2 separate regions of the Mus musculus genome follow, and region 2 is linked to region 1. A link is a contact called in public promoter capture Hi-C data. All regions are on one chromosome and are shown on one strand. Each heading gives the region's core, a stretch centred on a gene start, on an enhancer-like site or on the middle of the called end of the contact. The rest is flanking DNA. Distances are from core to core; before and after follow the strand shown. Region 1 holds the start of Scg5 (secretogranin V). Region 2 holds the start of 2810405F15Rik (RIKEN cDNA 2810405F15 gene).

Region 1 (3,332 bases), core at 291-2,790:
AGCCTTGAGGCCATTTTTAACCTGCAGAAGAAAGGACCAAGTTATATAACTTGGCCAAAATGGGCAACCATAACACAACTGGGGTGATATAACTATGACTCACAAGTTGAGGCTGAAGGACCACCCTGAAAGGAGACTCAAATGAAAAATTCCTAGAGGTTTGCTTTGTGTCCAAGCCAGGTAGGAAACCGCTGTGTGAAGGAAATAAGAAGACAGAAGAGTCTAGGATAAACTAGTCCCTCTAACTTGACACCTGAGGATTCTAAGGACAGGAATATGTTCTCACATCTATGGTCTGTGATCCTTGCAATCTAAGCACTTTTGGATTTGAGATAGGGAGGGTGGTAATTTTTAAGATCTCCTAGTTTAAGGAAAGAAAGGAATAACAAAAGGGAGTTAGGGAGACCCAAACAGTAAAAAACAAACAGACAATCAAAAAACATCCCAGAGAAAGGTCTGGAGTAGTGGCCGAGGGTGTTTGAACTTAGCAGACCAGCAGGCAATAGGTGAAGATCCCGAGCAGAGAGGTACGCCAACTCCTATCCTGCTCTGTGATGAGGGAAGCAAGCAACATGAGACGCTTGACTGCATACCAGCTAGGTCTTCCTGGGCAAGTTCCTCAGCCTCCTTTTCTACAGACCAAGGATAGCAACAATCTATCTTATAGAGTTACTGTGAAGATAAAGATCAAAATCATGTAAGGAGCATGGAGCAAAGCCAGGTACCTAGTAAGCCCCCTGCACGTCTAGCCCCTTGATGGTAATAAGCGGTTCTGGGAGTTAAGGTTTGCGGAGGCAGAAGCAGCAGGGAGAGGAAAGACAGTGACATGGTGGGGGATAAATCTGCCTTACATGTTGGTGTCCGTAGAAGCCACGGGAAGCTGAACAAGGAAACAGTTTTCACACAGCTTCCCTGGCAGCTGCTCGTTCAGGATGGGTGCTTCAGGCCATAGTCAGATAAACCCTTTTGAGCATTCACACGGGAATAGGGAATAAAAAGGTAGGGAACAAGCCAAATATCTTCCCTAAAACAAATACTTCATTTTATCTGTCTGCAGCTAACGGCCTTTCCTTGCAACTCACAGACATTAAAACCATGCTCTTCAAAGAGCCAAGGACCGCTATTTTAACAGCACAATCTACCGCTGTGATAAAAGGGCTGGATGCGGGCACCAGGCTCCATCATCTCCATCTTTCTTCATGAACTCCGAATACAGGATGTTTTCTTTACTGGCTAGCCCACGGATGAACTACCCAATCGCTGCTCTCGGAACTCCACCCCCACCCCTTATTTATAACCACCCCCTGTAATCCCCGCATCCATCCTTTGTCTGACCCCAGCTAGGGTTTCTGAAGGGCATGCTCCCCCACACCCAAGGAACCCAAGCACTCCCGCTTTCAGCTGAACGACAAGTCGGACCGCATCACCTGCATCACTGCGGAACTCACCGTGTGGCCGCGGGCGAGCTTCTTGCAATCTAGGCCAAAACAGGGAGCTGACGTGCTGGATAGCTCCTGCGTCACCTCCCTCCGAAACCTCGGTCCACCCAGGCCCCGCCCACAGCAGGTGGAAGAGGCCTTCCCAGAATTCCTGGAAGGCATTGCAGGCGCCTGCGTCTCAGGCCTGGAATGTTGCTCAGCTCCAACTGAAGCAGTCTCTGTGTCTCTTGGCTGTTTCTAGGGTGCCCCCTTTCTCCATCGACCCCTATGAACGTCATTTACCTCCTTTATCAGTCTCAAGCAATTGCCACAAGTAGATGGCATCTTTAATTGACATCCTCTAGATTTTAGAATTACCATACAAATGGGTTTCATGCTGGAATGTTCATACTCTCTTCTAGTACTTTTCCTTTCCTACCCCCGCACTTAAGCCCTGGTGACAGTGCTACCCTCCCTTAAGGCCCCAGGGGACCCGGAGGCTCTGAGCATTGCTTCATAAGTTCACTAAGAGGTGAACGTGCAGGACACTTTCGGGGCATGCAGAACTTACCTAAACAGACCTGGAACTTCTATTTTGTGATACCAACGGTGGGACCCAGGATCTTAGGAGATTCCTGGCCCTAAAAGTAACAGTACAAATGCTGCAAAGCCTTCATCAAGAAACTTGTGGTAAACAGCAAGTTCCAGGATGTGGTTAGAATTCAGATTTTCTTTTTTCTTACTGCAGCTAGAAGCAGCAAACCCACTGACATTTTACTGTAATGAATAGAAGCTGGAAGACTTGTCAGCCAGAAGTTTGTGTGAAAAGCCAGACATCTAGTGCCTTTGGTTCCCTGGATGCTTTCTGTTTCAGTCAAGATAATAAACACTCTCCTGGATTCAGGTACACAATACCTACTACTAATGAATACTGTTTACTCTCAAGTTGACTTCAACATAGCTCAGTTATATTCAACTTAATATTGGAAAAATAGGTTGCTGGCTGTGTAGTTGACAGAAACATACAAAAACTGTACGATTCATGTTGTACTTATTAGACAGGGTGTGAAGACCTTTTATTGCTGACAAAATGCAGATGGAAAGGACATTTTTATAAAATTTTGGTTCACAACTTTTGAGATTTCAGTACATGACGGTGGGAGCTCATGGAGGGTCAGGATAAAGAGCAGAGCATACAAGGTCCCCCAGTGACACACTTACTCCTAATGGTTCTACAACTGCTACAGTGCCACTAGCTAGGAACAAAGCATTCAGCTTGAGCCCCTGGGCAACAGTTCACATGCAAGCTTGAGGAGTGCATGGGTCTTACCATGGCTGATCTCAAAAGAGCCTACATACCTCAGCCTCCAGAATAGGTAAGATTACAGGCATGTGCCAGTACACTTGACTAAAACCTGGTATTTTTAAAATAAAATATGAATCATATATATCCTATACTTGTTTCTCAAAACCCTACAGTAAGTTCTTAGTGACCGTAGAATGTAACCCAGAAACCCACTAACTTTAGTGCTTTGTGTATTAAAATCTACTGCTTATTTATGAGAACACCCAAATACTAGTTTCTTACACTTAAAAAAATGAGAATAACTCTTGAAGTTACTGTACACTTTTAACTTCAGAAAGCAAAAATGTATATACTGTCTGACCTTTAGCCCATGAAATTAGCAACAATCTTCATTTTTGAATAAGATAAGAAATACAAAAATGAAACCACATTTTAAAACTTTCTCACCTCCCAAATAAGAAATGTGGAATCTTAAAGAGTTAAACAACTCATTCCTCAATCTTAAATTGTAGATTCCCCACCACCACCACACACCTCTATCTTCTGAGTGCATCTGCACCATGCTCTGCTCAGGCATTAAACACCCACTGAAATCATAGGAGGCTTTC
Region 2 (3,545 bases), core at 136-2,635, 2.2 Mb after region 1:
AAAAGCAAGGGCGTGGAGGGATCATCCCCCAGAGAGCTGTGTTTACTCATTTTTTTTTAAATCCCTCGGCTATGTATGGCAAGTGTTACTTGAAGATAGTCATCGGCCTTCTCTAGATACTTCCAGGTTTTGCCGTAATGATCTGCAGAAGAGAGCTGCCATCACTTTCTCACATCCCAAGGTGTTGGCGGAACTCGGAGCGAGGGGAGAGTGCCTGTAATGCTTAATTGCCAAGGGGAGGGCGGGGTGCCACTCGGGACCCCGGGCGGGGCTTGGGGAGGTAAGGTGCAACCAAGGAGGTCTTTCTGGACGCTGGACTCTTCAGTTGGAGAATATTTGGACAAGGTATGATTGCCTCCCACCTCCCACCTCCCACCTCTTTTCCCCAATGCCTTTGGGGGAGAAGTGATACCCTTGTGTAACAATTAGCTCAGACAATAAAAATAATTGGAAAATCAGTTGGAATTTCTGAGTTTTTAATTACGTTTAATTTTGCACTAAGCCGTAAAATTACGAATGCCCCTCAATTAAACACTCTCCTCTTAAAAGCGTTTAACAACAATTATTCCTTAATCAGTCTGAATGTGAGTCACAAATGGTGCTTTTCCACATCAAAAGGACGTCCTTCCACGTTACCTTTTAGTCATAAGAGGATTAATTCCTATAATTAGAGGGATAAATATGTGCATAAATATCTCTCTCACTCTCTCCTTTACAACAACAACAACAACAACATCAACAACAACAAAACACTTTCACTGTGTAGGAGACATGGTGGGCTAGGGAAGGGGAGGTGTTGCTGATGCTGAGAGGTCGACTTTGGCCAGAGATCCTTTTGCACGCTGTGGCGGTGGGAATACTGGGCCGCGGGAGCGCATCTCACACTCAAAAACGCGCTCGGGTCCAGCGGCAGGTCCAAAGCTGGGGCCGCCAGGACCCGCTCGGAGTCCAGCCGAAGTCTTCCAGATGGCAATCCACATCCCACTTTCGCCTCTGGCCGGCGCAGCAGGACTTCATTCTGATCGGTGCCCGGGTCCCTAGGAATGGAAGTCCCTACCTTAAGCCGGAGCTCCAGCTTGACTTTTCAGGCTGCAAATAAAAATTGAGCATGACCTTTTAAAACTCCAGTGTGAATATCTCATTTACCTAATGACTTTATGTCACCTACGGAGAAGGTCAATTTCCTCTTAACCTTTCCCCTGCTGCTGCAGTAAGCATTCTTCCCTAATCAATGGTGGCTCGAATGATCAATTCCCATTTTATGATCGCTGACAAAGTCAGGCTAGAGGCGGGGTGAGACCGCGTTGTTGGCTTGGCCGGGACAGGGGCTTCGGGTACGCCCAGCTCCGCCCGGCGCCTCCGGAGGCTGCTCTCTCTCCAGCGAGTTCAGAGACCTTGGCAAACTTCCCTCCCCCACACGCAGCCGAGACTTCTGAGTTGTCACTAATCCGAACCTGAAATTCACCAGAGCCCCTTCAGTTACCAACAACGATCCCCACTGCTGCCGGGCCTCCCCCTCCTCCCTCTTCCGAGCGCTTTCATTTCCAAGTCTGCAGGCAGGATTGCCCGACTCTAAGGAGAAAGCGCGTTACTTTTATTTTTCGGAATTAAAATAATCTCCTTCTTTACTGTGATTCTCTCAGCTCCTCCGGGTTAATTTCGTGTAAACAAAGCAAGAACAAGAGCCTAAGGGCGGAGGACCCCCCAAACACACACACACACACACACACACACACACACACACACACACACACACACACCACCTTACTGTATCACATTACATAGGGTTACCCTAAATGTATTAGACACTACATTTTTTTGCTTCTATTTAAGTTATCCACGCCTTCCTCAAGTTTGAGGAAACAAGGAAGTAAATTACTAAATGAAGGCTAATTTGGGGTAAGTTTCCAGCTCTTCATCTTTGTGAGTTCAAATCTCTTCTAGGCTCTACTGCAGCAGGTGACTTTCACACACACAGGGCCTGTTTGGACTAGAGATTTATTCCTTCCTTCTTTTCTTTCTTCCCTTCTTCCTTCCTTCCTTCCTTCCTTCCTTCCTTCCTTCCTTCCTTTCTTTTCTTTCTTTCTCATTCATTCATTCATTCATTCATTCATTCATTTTTTTAATGTATTCCCTTTACATCCTAGACCACAGCTCCTCACCCTTCTCTCCTCTCAGTCCCACCCTCACAAACCTCTTCCCTTATTCCCCCCCTACTCTTCTCCTCCAAGAAAGGGAAATCCCCCATGGGTACCAACTGACTCTGGCACAGCAAGTCACAGCAGGACTAAGCACATCCTCTCTCATTGAGGCTGGCCCAATAATGTAGTTCAGCTAGGGAAAAGGGATATAAAGGCAGGCAACAGAATCAGAAACAACCCCCCCCCCCACACACACACACTCCAATTGTTAGAGTCCCCAGGTGAAGACATAACTGCATGCCTTCTACAAAAGCATAGAGGTCCTAGGTCCAACCCCTACATGCTCTTTGGTTGGTGGCTCAGTTTCTGTGAGCCCCCATTGGCCCAGTTTAGGTGACTCTGTAGGTTTTCTTGTGGTGTCTGTGAGCTCTCTGCCTCCTCAAGGCCTAGGATTGAAGTAGAGATTTCTTAGCACCAGTTCTCCACAGATACCTAAAATTCACTTCATTCTGCCCTAAGCTGATTTTCACTGACTCTAAACCCTGCAGAAGCTATTGACTGTTTTCAAACAGTTTGCAAAGTCTTGCATATCTAGGATTCAACTTCAGGAAATTCACTATTGGGGGGTGGGGGGAGATGTTCTGTGGGCAGGGTTTGGGGCAATTTCCTCTGAGGAGCCAATTCCTCAGTTCTCTACTGACCAACTAGTTACAGCAGAAACTTCAGCTCCTTCAAGTTCTATTTGGCTTAATCTATCTATGGAGACACTCTTTGAAGAGGAGTATAAATTACCCTGCTAACTCAGAGTATCTCATTGCCTGTGAGCAGATATTCTGCCAAAATTTGAGAGTATTTGAGACAATCAAATGAAAGTGTAACTTTTCCACTGTTTATCTCCAATCTGATCTAAGAACAAACAGGAGATAGAATAAGAGTTCAAGGTGGGTCATTCATCATCCTAGCCCTGTTTCTCATGGCCACTTGTGGCTCAGATCCATCCATGATGCTGGGCTGTAGCCACTCAGAGGTACTGAGAACGAGGCAAGCTCAAGTACTGACCTGGGCAGATAGCTAGTAGTCCCCAGTCATACTGCTTGCTGTGGTCCCTCCCAGGACATCTGTAAGTCTTGGTTAGCTGGATTCTGGATTGAACCGGTCAAAAGGCTAATAAAACCCTAGCTGCACTCGGGCTTTTAGAAGATTTGTGTCACATTCCAGACTGCACCAAACCACAACCTGTCTGTAGGTCAGAAAGTGCTTGTACTGAAAGCTTCCCCTGACTAAGAGAACTCAGTAGGACTTTTTATCTCTATCTGATAGAGAAGTCAGCATATAGGGGATGGGCCCTTGACCTCAGATAATTACTAAGTCTTTCCTCTTCAGCAAATTTAATTCTCGAATGAA

Evidence for each region. Promoter capture Hi-C pulls out the DNA fragments that hold promoters and counts their contacts.
Region 2: a promoter capture Hi-C map of hippocampal neurons shows a contact between it and region 1, with 3 times the contacts expected there. The contact joins the promoter of 2810405F15Rik here to the promoter of Scg5 in region 1. A contact is called at or near these places in 3 of 39 promoter capture datasets (embryonic stem cells, hippocampal neurons and liver).

The regions. Positions count from the first base shown.
Region 1 is chr2:113,827,551-113,830,882 of GRCm38.p6, forward strand. It overlaps Scg5 (secretogranin V), which reads right to left and starts at 1,541. Exons shown (of 6, transcript NM_009162.3): 1 at 1,449-1,541; 2 at 1-21. The coding sequence starts at 14.
Region 2 is chr2:116,074,711-116,078,255 of GRCm38.p6, forward strand. 2810405F15Rik (RIKEN cDNA 2810405F15 gene) reads right to left here and starts at 1,386. Exons shown (of 1, transcript NR_033447.1): 1 at 1-1,386. All of the region lies in intron 2 of G630016G05Rik (RIKEN cDNA G630016G05 gene), which reads left to right.